4 separate regions of the Mus musculus genome follow, and regions 2, 3 and 4 are each linked to region 1. Evidence: chromatin contacts called from public HiChIP or PLAC-seq and capture Hi-C data. All regions are on one chromosome and are shown on one strand. The core of a region is the stretch at or near the end of the contact, and the rest is flanking DNA. Distances in the headings are between cores, read along the strand shown.

Region 1 (4,722 bases), core at 151-2,650:
AGGGGACAGAGGGCTGCATTGACTCCTGCTAAGTGACCCCACACCCCACCCTACCCCCACCCCAGCTCATCTCCCTCCACAGTCTTTAGAAACACCAGCCCTCCATCACCCCCCACAAGCCATGTCTTAAACTGGCAGCAAAGAGGAACAGCATGCAGACTTAGGGAGGATTGTATGCCCCTAAGGACAGAAACCCTGCCAAGGGTGGGCCACGGCATGAAGACATGCCCCCCTACCAGAGGGCCAACATACCTTCACCTTCCTCTCTGGAGATGAAGCCGGACAATACTATGTGGAGAAAAAGAGAGTGCTACTGTCTTCAGGCTGTCTATTTGGGCAGAGCCCCATCCCTGCACAGCACAGCGCTGCCTCCCACAATGCAAGGCCAGGCCAGCTGAGATCCACAGAACACTCACCCTCGGGGCTGAGGCAGAAGTCAGTGGACGCTGAGCCATGCTCGTTTTGGATGGTACAGCGATACACACCACAGTCCGTGGGAGACGCCTGCACGATGGCCAAAGCCGCTGGCCCCTCGTCCCCTGCACTGCAGAGAGCGGAGACCCTTCTCGTGAGGGTCATCACCCAGGGCCTTCGACCCAACTCTCACAGGCTGCTGGGAACCCAGGCTCTGGGAGCCCTGGGAAGGTGGTGAGAGGTTCCAGGTCAGAAACCGGTCCTCAATCACACAGGTGACACTTACTTGCTGTGTGACTTGAGACCCATGATTTAAGACCTCTGAGTTTCAATTTTCTGATCTCCACTTGAAATAAGAGACTCACTCACTGGGACTAGTGTGAGGACAAAATGAGGGGACGGGTTCAAGATGCTAGTCCCCAACATGACTGTAACTGCGGAGCCCGGGCAGGTGGCGGTGCTCTCCAGACAGCTTACCTCCTGTTCACTTCGCCCACTGGGTGCTGATCCTTCGCCCATGTCAAGACTGAGTCACTAACAATGTTGAAAAACTGGCACCAAAGCTTCAGACTACCAGAAGAATCTGGAAACTGTTCCACCCGAATTTTCCGGATCACCTGTGGGGCTGAGAACAGGAGCCCTGTTACAAGACAGAAGCCGACCGACTCCTACCACCCTTGCCCTCTCGGGTCACACCCATTGCATCCTTGGGTATCCTTAGGGAACAGCCTGAGCATTATAAGGTGCTTGTGCTGGAGAGCACGTACCTTAACCAGGGTGGGAGGCAGGGAGACAGGACATAGGGACTCAAGGCTAAGCACGTTCACAGAGACAAGCAGTCAAGAGAGGCTTTTGCATTGGCTGTTGCATTCTCTCTGAACCTGCCTCTGAGTCTTATCTTGGCTGTGGGATCACCATGGAACAAGTCCATAAAGGCAGAGGTGATGGTGGGGCCCCGGAGGCCCCTGAAGCCAAGGCCTGTGCTGAGCTGGGCCTTTGTTTGCATGCTTTGTTCCTGTTTGATCTGGTTTTCAGACAGGGTCTCCCTGAGTAGTACAAGCTGACCTTGAACTTTCAGCCTCCTGCCTTAGTTTCTGGAATGCTGAGAGCAAAGAAGGTCCAACAATACCTGGCCCTCCCTTCACTAGATCTCTCCCTGGCCTTTACCCCTGACAGTGCCCCGTCACTGTCACCTCCCTTCCTGGCGCTCTAGGCCCCTCAGATAGCTCCTGCAGTGCTGTTTCTCAAGGAACTACTGCCTCTTAGCAGGGAGGTGCCCCTCACAGGGTGGTACTCACAGTAGGGCCCTGTGTTGACAGCTTCCCCTGCCCCGCTCCTGGCACTCACCTTTTAGCAGGTCCTTAGCTTTCCTTTGCTTGGCCAGAGCTTCCTGCTTGCCTTCATCCACCGCAGGCTCTGAGTCCAGGCCACTGTCTTTGGATCTGGAGACCAAGTCTCCAGTTGCAGGCTCTTCTTCTGCGCCAGGCACCTCTAACATGCTGGCTTTTCGGGCCTGGGTAGGGGACCGTCTCTCCCGCCCTGGAGTCCCTGGTGACCCAGGTGTCAGGCCCTTCCTGGGTCCCCGGGGGGAAACCGTGGGGCTCTCCCTTTCTTCAGCCTTGTTTGCCTCTCCATCTGACCCTGCTCTGACCTTAGGGAGGAACCTCTTCCTCCGGGCCCCCAGAGCCAGTTCCTCGGGTGTAGCTGCAGGGAGACCCGTCAAAGCCTCCCCTGGCATTGCTTCTTCTTGGCAGGGCTCCTGGGTTCTGCTTTCCACTGTGTGCCCCTCCACTTCCCCTAGCAGTCCCTTCTTGTCACTTTCCTGCGAAGTCCTCTCCTCGGAATCCTCTCCCGCAGATCCTTCCTCACCCACCACAATGGCAGGGATGGTGAGGGGGGTGGGGCACGGGCCCCGAGAGCACTGGGCAGCAGCCAGAGCCTGCTGGCCAGCCTGTACCTCACGGTCCAGAAGGCCAGTAAGGCGGCGGGAGGTGCAGGGGCTCAGCAACAGGGTCTGTGCACTCTGCACTAAGTGATTGTTCTCCACGCGTTCCAGGATTCGCCTCGACGTCCTGGGACTCAGCCCAGCCACCTCCATGGTGGGGACCAGAGTAGAGGAGGAGGTTAAGCCCCCGGTGTCTGCCACTTCCTGGGACTCGGCCCTGGCTTCACTTGTCTCTGGACTGGATAGCTTCAGCAGCAGAAGCAAGTAGTTCTTCAGGGAATCTATAAGGCCAGGGTCACAGCTCCGGGTACCTGAGGACCTCCCGTCCACATTTGGCTCCTTGGCACAGGCTCCCTCACTGCTAGTAGCCATGGCTTCTGGTGGGTGACTCTGAGTGGGGGACCCTGGCCCCAATTGCAGAGTGGGAGCAGAACTCGGAAAGTCCTGGTCCCTGGAGGGGAGGGGGACATCTGTGTTTGTGTGCAGAGAAGCTGCGGTGCCTGGTAGCTCCTCCTGCAGACTACTGGTTAGGCCCGTCCCAGGAAGAGAAGGCATGGCAGGCACCTCCTGACTCAAGCCAGTTGAATGCCCACCAGAGAGACCCACATGAAGCGGTTCCTGGGGCTGCTCCTTCTTGGGGCACTGAGACAGGCTGTCCTCTTGCTCTGACCTTTGATGTGTTTGTCCTCCCAAATGCTCTGAGTGCCCCTCGGGAGGCAACTGTGTTGGGTAGGTACGGTTCCCTGATGGGGGGCCTAGCAGCCCATCCTCATGGCTTCTGAAGGCTGCCTCTTCAGACCGCAGCATCAAGTCAGATCTTTCTTGGACACAGGGTGCCTCTGTGCTCTTCTCAAAACATTCTATAGCCTGGGACTCTCTAGGGCATCCTGATGGTGAGCCTTTGAGAGCTCCAGGAAGTGAGCTGAGGCTGGCCATGGACAACTGCTCTGATTGGGTTTCGAAAGCTACAGGAATGCTGCCTGCTGCTGACTGTGTCTCTTTTTCTTCCTCCTGTATCCTTGCGTCTCCAGGGTCTTGCTGCCACCTCTCACCTGCCTGCATCTGTCCTACCTGCATATCCACTCTTCTCTGTGTCACCAAATTCTTCCATGAACTCCTGTCTGACTGTGGCCTCTCACTTCCTTGTGTCACAACGTCCGTCGGTGCCTTCTCACCTGCCTGTGTCCTTGGCGAAGCGTGTGCTCTGTCTTGTGCTCCGTCTCCCTGAGTCCTCCCATCCACTTGCAGCTTTCCATCTGTGTGTGTTTTCTTCCTGCTTCCAGTTCTCCCATCCACAAGTGTCCTTCCATCTTCCTGAGTTTCTGTATCCATGGGCTCCGTGGCCCCTTGATTTCCAGAGCTGTCGTGATCAACAGAGACGGTATCGGAGCTGCTGTTGGCAGACTTGGTGGGAGCCACGGTTGCTGGGGACTCCAGAGCCTAAAAACACATGGCCAAAAGCACAGTCTTAACGACACGTGTTGGTCTCTGTGCAGCTGGCATCCCAGCTTTCTCTGATCTCATCCAGAACTGCTCTGCAGGGAATCTTGCCGCTACCCAGTCCATGGCCCAGACACGCTGAGAACCCAAAAGAACCCAAAGCTTCAGTCTTGATCCCAGAAACTCGATTAAAGAATATCTAGAACCCAGGCCCGTCTGGCCGTCTGACCTCTTCCTGAAGAAACCTGCCAATCTTGAAAGACTCTTTGTGACCGACCCTGCCAACTGATCCCTCTATCACTTGGAAGATATTGTCTTTGCCCCAGTGCTCCCAGAACCTCCATTTGCATCTTAACCTCCCCACATCTGTCTGTCTTTCTTCCCTCTCTCCATCCCTCTCTCTCTCCTTCCTTCCTTCCTTCCTTCCTTCCTTCCTTCCTTCCTTCCTTCCTACCTTCCTTCCTTCCTTCCATTTGGAAGGTAGAGAGCAGGGGGTTCAAACAGGGTTATATGCAGCACAGGCTAGCCTCAAACTCACTCTGTAGCTGAGGTAGGCCTTGATCTATCTATTGATCCTCCTCCCTCAACCTCCTGAGTGCTGGGATTACAGGCACAAACCACCAGGCTGACTAGTCCTTCTTGAATGTAACACCTGACTTAGAATTACAGTAAATTGAGAGAATGTCAAAATGTGTGTTGATACTGACTTCAAGGACAGTGTCTGGCAGAAATACTGGGCATGTGGAAATAACAGGATGTCATTACACCTAGAGTGGGAGAACTCTGAATGACACCCTCGGGTGTCTCTCTACACCCTCTGCTGGGGAGCACTGTGCTAAGTTCTCACACACCGGGCTGCCCTCTCACTTCTCGCCACAGCGTCTGCTAGCCACCCTTAAAGGACAACAGTGCTGGGGTGGATG
Region 2 (4,979 bases), core at 1,465-3,964, 210 kb after region 1:
CTGGACAATGGTACCTAAGGTTACCTCACTGATTCCACACAAGCACCTCAGGCCTGTACAACTACCCCATACGATGCGGACACATCCCCACACCGCTGCAGCCGCAGCCTTCTCGGTGGCTGGCCTCTGAGTGTCTTGTGATAGAGGAAGTCCTCCAAGGAAGAGTAGGGTCACACCTCTCTTTGCACGTTCTTCTCCAGGCTTTGATGGGACAGTACAAATCTATGATGTCACATCATGGGATGGAAAGAAAACCCAAGCGGAGCCTCTCTTCACTCACAAAGGCCACATCTTCCTGGATGGAAATGACGTAGACTCTGCTCCTCTGGTCACCACCCATACCTGGCACCCTCGCAAACCCAGAACTTTGTTATCAGCAGCAAGTGATTCTTCTCTGCATGTGTGGGACTGGGTGGACCTCCAGGCCTCCTGATGACACAGCAGCTGCCCTCATGGGCCTCTGAGAAGAGGAGTTGTTTGAGAGGCTGACATGGACTGTGAGTGAACACAGCTCTACCACAGCCGTTGGCTTCAGGCAAGCTAGCCTGCCCTTCTTGTCCCTTTTTCTTACCTGTAAAATGAAGGTGTAGTAGGTACCACCTAGTGCTGTGGGGAGCATCACAAGAAAATTACCTGAGAACAGTTGGTAGGGCGCACGGCATAACATGGCTGGAAGCGACCATTGCCTCTAGGAGCCCTGCGTCTCCAGGTGTATAGCAGCAGGCTGTGTTCCTGTCTTCACAGCATCATGGTGAGAATCAGGAGAGCTGGAGTGTGAATGTGGGTGTGAACTTTCTCACAGAAGGAATCGATGTCTCAGGGCCAATAAACATCAAAAAGAATACAAGTAAGAAGCAATTAGCAATTTACTTAGTTTTTGTACACAAGACTGGACTGGACTGAGCCTACTGTTCTGAGTTATGCCCCAACTGCTTTCTTTTACTTCTTCCTATTTTGTGTGTGTGTGTGTGTGTGTGTGTGTGTGTGTGTGTGTGTGTGTGTGTGTTCGTGTTCATTACTTGCACGAGGGTGCACGTGCTTGGGTGTGCACACTCATGAGTATAGGCACCAAGAAGTGCTGGGAAGGTGGAGTCATCCCGAGGCCTCTGCTTTGCTAAAGGATGCACCTTGCTTTCCTCGTGCACACGTGACCTCTGCATGCTGACTGGAGTAAGCTCTGTCTTCCACTCTGGTGGATAAGGGTCCCTTCCTTATGACCTTGTTTAGCCTTAGTTCCTAGACCCCTCTCCAAATCTAGTCTCTCGGGGTAGGGACTTCAGTGTATGAATTTGCAAGGGGTACACACTTCTGTCCACAGCACTTAAAAATAATGGGGGGATAAGAAAAGTCTAACAGCTTTTTTTATAATAAATTTTTTTAAGATGTATTTATTTTGTGTGTATGAGTACACTGTAGCTGTACAGATGGTTGTGTGCCATCGTGTGGTTGCTGGGAATTGAATTTAGGACCTCTGTTCGCTCCAGTCAGCCCCGCTCACTCTGGCCCAAAGATTTATTATTATTATAAGTTAAGTACACTGTAGCTGTCTTCAGACACACCAGAAGAGGGAGTCAGATCTCATTACGGATGGTTGTGAGCCACCATGTGGTTGCTAGGATTTGAACTCACGACCTCTGGAAGAGCAGTCGGTGTTCTTAACCTCTGAGACATCTCTCCAGCCCCCATTGTTCACTTTTTTTTTTTTTTTTTTCCTTTTTGGTTTTTCAAGACAGGGTTTCTCTGTGTAGCCCTGGCTGTCCTGGAACTCACTCTGTAGACCAGGCTGGCCTCGAACTCAGAAATCCGCCTGCTTCTGCCTCCCGGGTGCTTCACAACAGGATCACGTTCAGAGTTTGGGAAGCATCCTCTGTCATCCTCGCCCCCCCGCCCCGAAGCTCACCCCGCGGCTCCCTCTACTCTGTTCAGTGGTGACACACTGATAGCTTGAAGTTGGCCTTGGTGGGAGGATTTACATCTCAGAAGCTGGCAGATATTACAAAGCAGATATCCGGGTTACAGCAGCCCAGCTGCACGCTAGTATTTCACTGGGAAAGCTGAGTAATTTAGAAGTCGGTTGTGAATGTAGAAGGTGCTTTGCTGAACTGTATCAGCCAGGGCCCGACCAGGAAGTGCAGACGCACACCCGCACACCCACGGGGTGACTGAGCTGCAGTTTGGGGCTGCAGAGGAAGTGAAGGAAGGGAAGCTTGCTAAGGTAGGTTCACAGCTGCAGGAAGTCGGGGCCAGAGGCCTCCAGGTAAGAACTGCAGGTGTCTTGTCTGACCAGAGCCCAGTTCCTAGGCCCAGAGAAAAGAGGGCCAACTGCTACAGAAAGTAGAGTGACAGGAGATCGGGATGGGCTCAGAGATTCACAGAGGCGACACAGACTTCCCTTCAGATGAGCTATGTGAGGAAAAGCCACCGATGGTGGTGGTGGGGAAAGCATTAGCTGAAGGAGAACACCAGGACTATGTGGGCCTTAAAGACTGTGAGAGCCTTCCCTTCAAGTCCCTGGACAGTGGAGTTAGGACACTGTCTGTAGCTGGCTCTGTTTCGTTTTCTTTTTTAGTTCTACATCTTGTGACCTAGCCTAGCCAGGTCTGTGTGCTGGGAGTCAGGAGAGCACAGGCAAAAACAAGCTAGAATTCAGTGCATTGTTCCCTCCCTCACTCCTCCCTCCCACCCCCAGGCTAGGGAAAGGGGCGGGGCTAGGCATGCTTACAGCGGCTGGTGGGAGGGAGACTGTTAGGCTCTGTCCCAGAGAGAGGGAGAGGGGCTGGGTTTGGAGGCAGCTGTGGAAACAGTGATGCTGTAGGCTCCATCTGTCTCACTTAGCCATTCCTGAATGCCATGCCGCACCAGCCTAGGTGTTATAACGAGATGCTGAACTGTATCCATAGGGCCTCCATTAGAGAAGGGGCGCATGGCCTGCAGCATGGGCCCAGTCACACACGGGCCTGGAGAGAGTAGGCTCGCACAGGGAAGGTGACAGTTGAGTTGTATCCTGTGTTCGGGCAGAAGGGACATCATTGTTAAGGACAGAGCCCCTACCCTAGGAGTAAATGGGAATACAACTGAGAAAGCGGGCTTGGGGTCTGTCAGTGAGGCATGCAGGGGCATGGAGGGTGGTCCTAGATTGTGCTAGGCAGCAGGAAGAGTGAGCACGCAGACACAGATGCACTTAACACACAGAGCCGAACACAGCTGGTCAGACACATGGCTGTCCTTGGACAAAATGGATGGCAGGAAACGAACCAACCCAGAGGACAGATTGTGCGGGTGCCTGCCTGGACCGGACTGTACCTACAGCAGGCAAAGTCCCAGGGACTCAGCAAGGACACTGAGGTCAGGGCTACAAGAGGGGGGATGGGAATGATTGTCTAATAGATGAGGAATCTTAGGCTTGGAGCTGGAAAGGTGACTCAGAGGCTAAGAGCTCCTGGTGCTCTTGGAGAGGACCCGGCACCCACACCTGTCTGTACCTCACTCCAGAGGGATCCACCGCCCTCTTCTGCCCTCTGCAGGCACCTGTGTGCACACATACACATAAATAATTTTTTAAAAATCTTTAAAAGGCATTCTAAAATAAATCTATGCCACTTTTGTTTTCTGCCCTTGGAAGAAACAAAAATTCTAACTTAATTTCTGGAATATTCCTTTTAAAAATGATCTCCGGGGCTGGAGAGATGGCTCAGCGGTTAAGAGCACTGACTGCTCTTCCGAAGGTCCTGAGTTCAAATCCCAGCAACCACATAGTGGCTCACAACCATCCGTAATGAGATCTGGCGCCCTCTTCTGGAGTGTCTGAAGACAGCTACAGTGTACTTATATACATACAATAAATAAATAAATCTTTTTTAAAAAATGATCTCCAATGACAGGTGTTCTGAAGTCTCGAAGGCTGCAAATAGCCATCCATTGAAAGTACTGGACTGGAAAGAGAAAACTGAATAGAGCCAGGTCTCCGAGGAAGCCAGATGCTCTATAGACAGTGCTGCTGTCGGCCCCTGCTAAGCAATGTGTAGAGCACCATGTCCCAGGAGTGTGCAGGTTAGGTGTGAAGCTTTCTAAAGTGCTCTCAGAGGCCAGGCCTGGTGGCCTAGCCCTCCATCCCAGCAGGTGGACACCTCTGTGTGGTCTACACACTGAGTGCTGGGCCAGTCAGGGCTACAGAGTAAAGTTCCTGTCTCAAAATACAAAGTAGCATGAAGACATTTTGTAACCCAATTATTTATCATTTATTTATATGATGTGTGTGTGTGTTTTATATGTGCACAGGCTGAAGCATGCCTGTGGAGATCAGAGGGCACAGGGCACCTTGGGTACTGGTCCCCGTCTTCCACTGTGTTTGAGGCAGGCTCTCTTCTGGTTCACTGCTGTATACTCAGGCCGCCTGGCCCTTGAGCTTCTGGGATTCTCCCATCTGCTCCCACCAAGCCAAAGGTGCAAGGATTACAGATGCACACACTGTGCCTGGGGGGCAAACTCAGGGCCACATGTTTGCCAGAAGCTCTCCTCCCTCTGAGCCATCTCCCCAGCTCTTTAGAAAGTGTGTGTGTGTGTGTGTGTGTGTGTGTGTGTGTGTGTGTGTGCGCGCGCGCACGTGCAGTCACATGTGAATTGCCTTGTCATAGGGCACATAAGGAGGTCAGAGGGCACCGAGGTAGCAGTCCTCACCTTCTGCCTTACCTGAGACAGGCGTTCTCTGTTCTTTTCTCACTGTGTACACCTGGCTCCGTGGCCCAGTGTTTTACCCACTGAGCCATCTCCCCAGCCCTAAATTCTTAAACTCAAAGAACTTCTGGAATACTCAAGCAACAAAGCCCAACAAAATGGTGTTTTCAACAGACAAGTTTCATCTGCGAGGGCTCTTCCTGCTCTGTGTCCGTGCTGTTATTAGAAAGAGACAAGAAGGCATGATGGTGCACGCCTTTAATCCCAACACTTGGGAGGCAGAGGCAGGCAGATTTCTGAGTTTG
Region 3 (4,977 bases), core at 64-2,563, 150 kb after region 1:
TCTTCCCCCCATCACCCACTTGTACGAGATGCTTTTAAAGCTTCCCAACTAAATAGCTTATTCACCTTTTTTGGACCCACAGGATTTTGAGCTGCTCTTGGGGCTCTTCAAGGCACAAAATACAGGGTCAAAGCTCATTCCCACTTAATTTGAACTTAGGTTGAATTTAACACTGACAAGCTTATGTGAAGGTTTCTACTAGCCAGAATTTAGATCGAGAACCACATCAACAGTTATTAATGAAGAAGTCATTCTGATACACATATCTGGTACTGTCACGGAAGCTGGGATACCTATGGGGCACCCCATGGGGGTTTCTATGTATTTTCTTTTATAAAACTTTCTAACTTGGAAATTCTAAACATTTCCTATCCCATCTCAGTAAATGTAAGGTTTCTACTAATAGTTGAAGATAGTCTTTCTCTCTTTCCTCTCTTTAAATTCAAGTACTGATTTTGTGCCTTATACATGCCAGCTGTGCGGCCACCACTGGGAATTTAACAGTGAACAAGACATCAGCGGTTTCCTTTCCATTCTCACACCTACTTTATTGTGCTATAATTCACATACCATACAGTCCACTAAGGCGCACAATTCAATGGTTTTAGTATATACATGGAGTTGTACATCTATCACCCACCAAAAGAAACCCCATGGCAATGATGTCACTTCTAATCCCCGCCCCTGTGAAAATTTGCGGGTCAAATAAATGGCTCACATCCAAGTGTCAGGAGACAAAGCAAATCACTGTTGGTAAAGGTCAAAACTGAGACGGGTCTTCCTGGCCACCTGCACCACCAGTGCCCTCATGACACTAAGGCATCTTGTGATCAATTGGCGTGTGTGTGTGTGTGTGTGTGTGTGTGTGTGTGTGTGTGTGTGTGTGTATACAATGCTTTAAAAGACACACACAGCTTCCGGTAGCGAACCGCAGCGTGCTCCACCTGAGAACAAACAGCAAGGCACCACGTCCCGAGCCACACCCGTGCCCCAGCAGCACGCAGGAAGACACCGACTTCGCGCTGGCGCAGACTCGGCTTCCGATTGGCCAGGCCTGTCCAAGGGCCCGCCTTCCGCACGCTGTGGGCTTAGCTAACCTAGGGTCACTGTCTTCGGGAGCCGCCGCGCGGGCTGAGCACAGAAAGCAGCCTTCAGCCGGTTCTCGGCCGGAGAAGGCTACGGTCCTTTTTTGACAAGGCCAGGCCCTGGGCTGTTCTAGGGGGCTCACAAGTCATTCTTTGTCCATTCTCTGCTCAGAAGGGAGGAGCTTCGCCTGCTCCCGCCCCGGAAGCGGAAGTGCAGGCATCAGGGGGTTCTGTCCACGGTGAGCCCGGCCCGTGTTGCAGCGGTCCCTCTTGGTGGTTCTATCGCGCCCTCTTGGCTGCTAGTTGTCGCGCTCTCCATCTCACCATGCTGTCTCTAGACTTTCTAGACGATGTGCGGCGGATGAACAAGAGGCAGGTGAGACGGGCCGCCCTCTCTCTCTCTGCCAGGGTTCCTCTGGTCTCTTTGCCGTTGCGGGGCGCCCCGCGGATCTCTGGGCGGGATTGAGGGCCTGCGTGGGTCGGTTGCCTGTATGGATCATTTCTTTCTTTGCAGACTGTAGGTAGCCAAGACCTCTTTGCCCCCATTCATAGCACCAGATTCGGGGGACCGAGAGGGAAGGAGAGAACCTTTGCGATCCCTTCCCCCCGAGGAGGCAGGGGAGTAAGTGAAAACTATAGGGCGCTTTGTAAGTGGGAGTTTGGGACACTGTAAAGCGGCAGACTTAACCGTTTCTGGTGGGGCTCTGGGGAAAGCCATTACAGGTCCCACAGGAGCCGTTGTGTTGCTTTCATTGTGTAGCCACCTTTCAGCCCAGCTAGACCTCAGTGAGCTTCATCCATTTTAACTAGGGTCACTCTAAGCTCGGAGTTGAATCTGTTATACCACTTGTGTGCCAGTTTCCTTGGCAGAAAGGTGACAGTCCACTGAATCTTTGATGATAGATGTCAGTGGAACAGAAATCTTGAAACTTAAATCAGATTTTATCCTTCAGTCTTGCTGTCTTCTAGCTCATGTGTTAGAAGGTACTGAGAACACGGTCACCTTTTTGTCTCCTGAACCGAATGTTCTGGTAGCAATTGACCTTTTCCCTGCCTCCCTACCCCCCTCGTATTTTGGTATTAAGAATTGTCTCATTTAAAGATTTGGTTTATTTTGGAACAGGACTTTGTTTTGCCCTGTTTATAATTATTACATAGAAAAGTAGGTCCGTCTCTTCTTAGACATACATACAAAATTGTGAGACATTCCAGTCAGAACAGCTTTAAGGAGTAGCTGTCACTTAACTGTCTTCTGTATGGACTCCTATTTCGGTGATGGGGATCAATACCAGGGCCTTGCATTCATCACAGGCTACCAGAACCGCGCTTCTAGTTTTGAAAGACCTTATTTTTATTACTTTATTTCGAGACAGAGTCTTGCTATGTAGTCCTCCTGCCTCAGCCTCATGAGAGGTAGATTTATAGATATATGTCACAACATGGCATCACTGGCTGGTATGACTCTGCCCTGTTGCCTGGAACTCACCGTGTAGCCCAAGCTGGCTTTGAGCTGGACTCCTGCCTTCGCATCTTGAGTCAGGGTAAATAACCGTATTTTCTTTTTTAAGTTTGTTTGATTGTTTTTCAAATGTGCTGAAAATCATTCCTAGCACTAGGCAAGTGATCTGTCACTGAGCACATGTATCCTCCATCTGGAAAGACCTTTTCTTCCTTCCTTCCTTTCTTTCTCCTCCTCCTCCTCCTCCTTCTCCTCCTTTTTTTTTTTTTTTTTTTAGATAAGGCCTCACATGTAGATGAGGCTGGTTTGGAAATCAGAGATCCACCTGCCTCTGCCTCAGCCTCTCTCTGCCTCTGCCTCCCAAATACTGGGATTGAAGGCATATTGGTGACACCATCCTCTCTTATTCCATTCCCAGAAATTTTGTGTATGTGTATTGCTGGTGATCATACTCAGGGCCTTTCATGTTCTTTGTTTGTTTTGAGACAGGGTTTCTCGTCCTGTTCTTGAACTTATTCTGTAGACCAGGCCAGCCTGGCACTCTGCCTGTCTCTGCCTCCCGAGTGCTAGAATTTAAAAGCATATGCAGCCAACTACCTCCCCAACCCCAACCTGGTCTTTCAGTTTCTAAGCATGTGCTCTTCCAGTAAATTATACCTGTAACCCTTGTTTTTAAAATTCTTTACTTTTAAGAAGTGTGCATGTTCACCATGTGTGTGTCTGCTGCGGGTGAGGCCAGAAGGCGGCACTGGGCCCTGTGGAGCTGGCCTCACAGTTGTGAGCCGCCATGTGGACACTGAAAACCAAAGCTAGATCTTTTGCAAGAGGAGCAAGTGCTCTCAACTGCCAAGCTGTGTCTCCTGCCCTTTACTTATTTTTTGTTATTATTGAGTGTGTGTGAATATGGGTATGCAGAGCTACAGACTGCATGTGACAATGGACAACTTGTGGTAGTTGGTTCTCTTCTACCACCTTCTTGAGGCAGGGTCTCACTTGTTCCTGCCATTTTGAGTACCCCAGAGTAGCTGGTCCTTGAGCTCCCTTTTAGAGTATATTTATTTTGTGTGTGCATATGTGTGTATGGGTGTGAGTGTGCCATGGTGAACGCGTGGAAGTTAGAGATTGACTTGGCAGAATCAGCTCTTTCTGCCAGGGACTCAGGGATTGAACTCAGGTCATCAGGCTTGGCACAGCGCCTTCACCAGTTGAGCTATGCTGTTGCTCGCCCCTGGCGTTTTGAAAGACAGCTTTTCTTGAACCAAGCACGATAGTACACATCTATAATTCCAGCATTTGGAAGGCTGAGCCAACCTGGGCAACATAATTGAAAGCTGGCATGCAATTAAAGGAGAAAAAAAACAACCAACCAACCAATCAAACCACCAAACAAAAATTCTACAACTGAAACCCGTGGTGGTACAACTCCAATCGCGCTTTGAAAGTGGAGATTGGGGGGCTGGAGTTTGTGTTCAGAATTAAAGGGTTAAAGGATGACTTCTGGGATTTGGCTCTCTACTTCCTTTCCTGTGGGTCCTGGAAATCAGGCCTACACCTTCATTCTCTGAGCCGTCTCTTCATAGACGCTCCCCGCCCCCCAAGATCACCTTTGAACTGGGGCTTTGCTTTGCTTTTTTTTTAAGATTTATTTATTTACTATATGTAAGTACACTGTAGCTGTCTTCAGAAGAGGGCATCAGATCTTATTACGGATGGTTGTTATCCACCATGTAGTTGCTGGGATTTGAACTTTGGAAGAGCAGTCAGTGCTCTTCACTGATGAGCCATCTCTCCAGCCCTGCTTGTTTTTGTTGTTGTTTGTTTGTTTGTTGTTTTAAGTTTTATTTATTTTTATTTTATGTGCATTGGTGTTTTGACTCCATGAATGTCTGTGTGAGGGTGTCAGATCCCCTGAACTGGAGTTGCAGACAGTTGTTGAGCTGCCATGTGGGTGCTGGGAATTGAACCTGGGTCCTCTGGAAAACAGCCAGTCCTCTTAACCATTGAGCCATCCTCTAGCCCCAGCTAGGGCTTTTCTTAATCTATGAATCTCAGATTTGTAGAGTTTATCTATTTCTAAAAAGGTTGATAAGTCCTAAAAAAGATTAATATTATGTCATTAACATGTCAGAAGGGGGATTAAGAAAAGATAGCCGCACACAACTATAATTTCTAATTTGTAGACAAAATAGAAAAAGCATAGGTGACAGTGAACTAATAAAATAGAATGTGATGAATTTAGGACATTAATATTTTGTTATTAATATAATATACTAATTTCTTTTTTGATTGCATTGGAAATTGATTCATGGACTTCAAGCGTGTTAATCACACACATCACCTGATTTACACACCTATTCCCCTCCCTAACCAATTTTCTTTTTCTTTCTTTGTATATGTGAGGGGTTAACATGGGGTGTTGTCTTCTGTCGCTCT
Region 4 (4,563 bases), core at 1,652-4,151, 250 kb after region 1:
AGATAACAAACCATTTCCCTTTCCAGAGAGTTTCAATCCAAATTCGGATTTCATTAATTTGCCTTTTTTACTGAACCAAAGAGATAAAGTTCGCCAACCCTCAAGGCTGATTTATCCTTTCCGTTTTGGAGACAGGGTCTCATGTATCCCAGGTTGGTGTGGAACCAGGATTTGGAGCCAAGGATTTGTGATTTTGAACTCCCCAAGAACTAGGGTAGCAGGTGTGGGTCACCATACCTGGAAGCCCCAGCAACTTATTTTATTTTTGAGTTGAGGCAGTCTTGCTCTGTAAGCCAGGCTAGCTTCTAGTTTGTAACGATCCTCTTATCTGCCAAGTGCTACAGTTATAAATACACACCACCACACTCAGCCCCAAAGGGATTTCTAGTACCATGTGTTGGGCATCTCTGTCTTCTTTGCCGCATCACATAAGAGGTTAGTTACTGGTCCTCACTTTCCTGACAGTGAACTTGTCAGCCTTCAGGGCAGCAACCCTCCCAACAGCTAATTCTGTTTATTTCCCTTGAAGGACTAGGAGCTAGGAACCTGTGGGAGACTCTGTGTGTGTGGCATTCCAGTAGAACAGTGGAAATGTAACTCACAGGTGTTACATCTTCAGTTCTACATAGCTAAATGAGACATACATTTTTATATGTCTATAAATATCACATATAAAAGTCCATACCCTAATTTGGTTCATTTGTTTCTGTTTTGAATGTTCTGGCAAATGAGTCTGGGCTATTGTAAATACTAACAACCATTACAACCATACAATTAACCATTGAGCAACATTCAATTCCTTATTCTGTGTGTGTTTATGTAGTATGTATGTGTGTTTGTGTGTGGTGTGTATGTGGTGTATTTTTTTTAAGTTTTATTTATTTTATGTATGATTACACTGTAGCTCTTCAGACACACCAGAACAGGGCATCCATTACAGATGGCTGTGAGCCACCATGTGGTTGCTGGGAATCGAACTCAAGACCTCTGGAAGAGCAGTCCAGAAGTGCTCTTAACCAATGAGCTACCTCTACACACACATACACACACACACACACACACACACACACACACACACACTGTGTGTGTGTTTGTGTTATTGAGATTCAGACTACAAACAGCTCGGTTGCATAGTTAACATAGCAAAGCAGACCTGGCCTCCAGGTTCTCCCAGCATCCCTCAGTCTACTTGGCAAACCCTGCCCTCTACCCTGAACTTTCTAGCCCAGAGGTTGGGCTTCCCCTCCCCCAGAGGTTCTTTCCTATATAATCCAGACATTTTGGTCCCTGTTTCTCTCTTCTCTCCCTTCTCTGCATTTTCCCTCTCCCTGCATGTGTGTGCTCTTTCTCCTTTCTCCTTCTCAGTCTCTTCCTCCTCTCCTCTGTCTCCCACCCCAAGACCTCCTTCCTCGGGACCAGTGAACTTGCCTGAGAGAGGCTTCCCCAAAAGCCTGCCATTACTTACTCTAATCTGGATTGAATTGGCTCATTTCACCAGCAGAGAAATAACTTAGCCTGAGTGTGTGTGTGTGTGTGTGTGTGTGTGTGTGTGTAGGCCAGAGATAGAAGTCAGATGCCTTTCTCAATTGCTTTTCGTTTTAAAATTTTTGATCTGAGTCTCTTACTAAACCTGGAGCTTGCCAATTTGGCTAAAGGCTTGCCAGCAAGCAAGTCCCAAGTACCTCCTCTGTCTACCTCCTCAGCACTGGAATCAAATGTCTGCTGCACCCAGATATTTATTTTGTTTTGTTTGTTTTCTGAGACAGGTTTCTCTGTGTAGCCTTGACCTGCAACTCGCTCACTCTGCTCTATAGACTAGGCTGGCTTTGAACTCAGAGATCTGCCTGTCTCTACCTCTCAAGAGCTGGGATTAAAGTTGTGCACCACTATTGCCTATCTGCACCCAGGTTTTAAGTAGGTATTGGTAACCAAACTCAAGTGCTCAGTATAAAGCAAAAACCAGCACTGTGCTTTGGAGTTATGAGCCTTAGCATTGCACTGTGTTTGCTCTGTATTCATAAGCACATCTCTCGTCTACTTGGAATTCATTTTCATCCTGAGCATAAACACCATCAGAAGCTGAGATGAAGCAGGGCAGTGGTGGCACACGCCTGTAATCCCAGCACTTGGGAGGCAGATCCAGGCAGATTTCTGAGTTGGAGGCCAGCCTGGTCTACAGAGTGAGTTCCAGGACAGCCAGGACTGCACAGAGAAACCCTGTCTCGAAAAAGCAAAAAAAGAAGGAGGAGGAGGAGGAGGAGGAGGAGGAGGAGGAGAAGGAGGAGAAGGAGAAGAAGAAGAAGAAGAAGAAGAAGAAGAAGAAGAAGAAGAAGAAGAAGAAGAAGAAGAAGAAGAAGCAGCAGCAGCAGCAGCTGCTGCTGCTGCTAAGACGGGAGAAGTTGGTGTTTCAGGCCAGCTTTGGGTGCCTTGTGAGACCCTGTCCCCTGATAGAATAAAGTGAACAGCTAGAATCACGAGCAGACAGCTTAGTCAGTACAAATTCTTGCTATCAAGCAGGAGGACCTGAGTTGAGACCCAGCACCCATGTAAAAACTAGATATGGTCTATGCCTGCCTCCCCAACATTGAGGCGGGACAGAAAGAGCCCTGGGGTCTGCTGCCCAGTCTAGCCAGTTGGTGAGGTCCAGGTTCTGGGAGAGACCCTGTCTCTAAAAGTAGGGTGGGGAGCAGTAGAGGATGACATCTGACAGTGACCTCTGACCTTGGCCTCATCTGTGAGTGAGTGCATAGGCAAGTGTATCTGGATACACAAAAAAGAGAGAGAGTCGGGAACGTTTGTAGAGAGAATCGCTTAAAAGCACCACCTGCCAATAAAAAGCCAATGGCCAATGATCTGAGGCAGGAAATAAGAGGCGGGACATTGGCAGGAAGGCAGAGGATTCTGGGAAATAGTAAGAGAAAAGAGAGCCATGGGGGAATAAGAGGAGATGGGAAACAGACTGAGGAGACAGGGGTAAACCAGCAGGTGGAGGAACTCTGAGAGACTCTGAGGAGACAAGAAGGAAGGAGCCAGTGAGTACCGAATCACTAACCAAGTGATAGACATAGAATAGATTAAATGGTTAAATAAGGTAAGAACTAGTCAGAGAGTGAGCCAAAGCTTATGGCCTAGGCATTTAATAATAACTAAGTCGTCTCAGAGTCATCACTCTGAGAGCCGAGACTGGGAAAGGAAAACTTGGAATTTAAAAATTATTTCTACACTCACTTGTAAGTTTCCAGGTAAACAATGCACAGACTGTCTGCTTCTATGATGACCACCCTCCCTTCGCCCTTAGCTTCCTTTGGAGGAGCCAGTGTGAAGCCAGAGTAAGTCCTGTGCTCGGGCGCTAAGTTCCAAATTAAAGATTGAAATGTTTGCGGAGGAAATTGTGCAGTGCCGCGGAAGCTCTTAAGCACACATCAGGACTTCAGGCAGATCTCAGAGAGGAAGAGGCAAGAAATGAATCTGCAGAGTAGCCCGAGGCTCGGATCCCTGCTTACAACCATTGCAAGTTCCTCAGTCTCCTCCTCACTCCCCGGGCCAGCCAGCTGGGAGGAAAGGGACAGGCCTGGAACGAGGTGGAGCCGGTCACACCTTTTTGTCTGAGCAGACAGAGCACATCGAACAGCCTGGAAGCTGAAGGAGGAGATGTGGGGAATTCCCTGCTTGGAGAAAGAAACCCGCGGATTAGACAGTGATTTGGGGAGACCCCGCCTACTAAGGAGGAACCAGGATGAGGAACAAACCTCGGAGTCCAGACTGCTGGGGAGGAGTAGAAAGAACACAGAAGTGGTGGGGACAAGCAGTGCTCCCTCCTGGGCCCCGGGAGGACACAGAGCCGGAGTAAGGATGGAGCGGGACTGAGATGGAAGCGTTTTCTGATGTGATTGTCCTGTGGAGGCATAAATCATAGAGTTGAGGAAGTGAAGGGCCCATGGGTGGCAGAAACATCACAAACAAGTACACCGAAGTCGCCATGGGAGAGGGCAAGACAGGCACCCGGCAGTCAGGGTCCAGAACCATCAGAGAAAGGGCAGAGTAAGTCAGGAGCACATGTCTCTAGTTCCACCTACCTAAAGGCCACCCAAGAGTTTGAGGGCAATATACTGAGGGGGGTGGGGAGAGAGAAGAAAGCAGAGGGAGGGAGCTGCAGAGTGGCCTAGCTAGAGTAGAGGTTCTCAGCTAAGGCCTAGCTAAGGCCTAGCTGTGACCCTTTGTGCAGAATGCTGGGACAGCCTCGGAAAGTGGCCTCAGGTGAATGACACCAGTGTGCTGGTTTGAATAGGAATGTGTAGCTTTAATTTTTTTCAAATCCTTTTTTTTTTTTTTTTTTTTTTTTTTTTTTTTTTTTTTGGTTTTCTTTATAGCCCTGGCTATCCTGGAACTCACTCTGTAGACCAGGCTGGCCTCGAACTCAGAAATCCACCTGCCTCTGCCTCCCGAGTGCTGGGATTAAAGGAGTGCGCCACCACCGCCCGGCTCAAATCCTATTTTTAATGATGGTTCTTAAATGCTTTAACCTCCCTTGTCGCCCACCACCAGAGGTAGTGGGAAAGAAAA

What was found. HiChIP or PLAC-seq counts read pairs in DNA pulled down with a chosen protein or histone mark. Capture Hi-C pulls out chosen DNA fragments and counts their contacts.
Region 2: a contact with region 1 is called in a capture Hi-C map of embryonic stem cells, with 3 times the contacts expected there. The contact joins two enhancer-like sites. A contact is called at or near these places in 5 of 39 promoter capture datasets (embryonic stem cells, pre-B cells, stem cell-derived epiblast-like cells and 1 more), 2 of 15 datasets of contacts at CTCF or cohesin (embryonic stem cells and large pre-B cells), 9 of 484 Hi-C or Micro-C datasets (the C10 cell line, the G1E-ER4 cell line, the HL-1 cell line and 4 more), 7 of 115 datasets of contacts at active chromatin or transcription factors (embryonic stem cells, fetal liver and stem cell-derived neural progenitor cells) and 3 of 9 other capture datasets (adipose tissue, embryonic stem cells and liver).
Region 3: a contact with region 1 is called in an H3K27ac HiChIP or PLAC-seq map of embryonic stem cells, with 8 read pairs. The contact joins the promoter of Sec11a here to the enhancer-like site in region 1. A contact is called at or near these places in 2 of 39 promoter capture datasets (the HPC-7 cell line and trophoblast stem cells), 1 of 484 Hi-C or Micro-C datasets (bone marrow-derived macrophages), 5 of 115 datasets of contacts at active chromatin or transcription factors (T-cell acute lymphoblastic leukemia, bone marrow-derived macrophages, embryonic stem cells and 1 more) and 2 of 9 other capture datasets (adipose tissue and pancreatic islet).
Region 4: a contact with region 1 is called in an H3K27ac HiChIP or PLAC-seq map of embryonic stem cells, with 8 read pairs. The contact joins two enhancer-like sites. A contact is called at or near these places in 1 of 39 promoter capture datasets (liver), 2 of 15 datasets of contacts at CTCF or cohesin (the G1E-ER4 cell line and large pre-B cells), 4 of 115 datasets of contacts at active chromatin or transcription factors (bone marrow-derived macrophages, double positive thymocytes and embryonic stem cells) and 1 of 9 other capture datasets (adipose tissue).

Annotation. Positions count from the first base shown.
Region 1 is chr7:81,091,224-81,095,945 of GRCm38.p6, reverse strand. It overlaps Alpk3 (alpha-kinase 3), which reads right to left. Exons shown (of 14, transcript NM_054085.2): 6 at 1,762-3,799; 7 at 892-1,039; 8 at 417-544; 9 at 253-288. All of the region lies in intron 2 of Gm51490 (a long non-coding RNA gene), which reads left to right. Among named protein-coding and RNA genes, the nearest start is that of Gm51490, 18 kb to the left of the region's middle. Within about 2 kb of position 1,400, at least 9 of the 459 cell types and tissues checked have an H3K27ac peak or open chromatin away from gene starts, as enhancers often do. A contact at or near this core is called in embryonic stem cells, where this site is marked.
Region 2 is chr7:80,887,131-80,892,109 of GRCm38.p6, reverse strand. Wdr73 (WD repeat domain 73) reads left to right here. Exons shown (of 8, transcript NM_028026.2): 8 at 201-1,387. The coding sequence ends at 433. Among named protein-coding and RNA genes, the nearest start is that of Gm32112, 3.8 kb to the left of the region's middle. Within about 2 kb of position 2,714, at least 248 of the 459 cell types and tissues checked have an H3K27ac peak or open chromatin away from gene starts, as enhancers often do. A contact at or near this core is called in embryonic stem cells, where this site is marked.
Region 3 is chr7:80,943,886-80,948,862 of GRCm38.p6, reverse strand. Sec11a (SEC11 homolog A, signal peptidase complex subunit) reads left to right here and starts at 1,313. Exons shown (of 6, transcript NM_019951.1): 1 at 1,313-1,461. The coding sequence starts at 1,411.
Region 4 is chr7:80,845,254-80,849,816 of GRCm38.p6, reverse strand. No RefSeq gene overlaps it. Among named protein-coding and RNA genes, the nearest start is that of Zscan2, 13 kb to the left of the region's middle. Within about 2 kb of position 2,901, at least 50 of the 459 cell types and tissues checked have an H3K27ac peak or open chromatin away from gene starts, as enhancers often do. A contact at or near this core is called in embryonic stem cells, where this site is marked.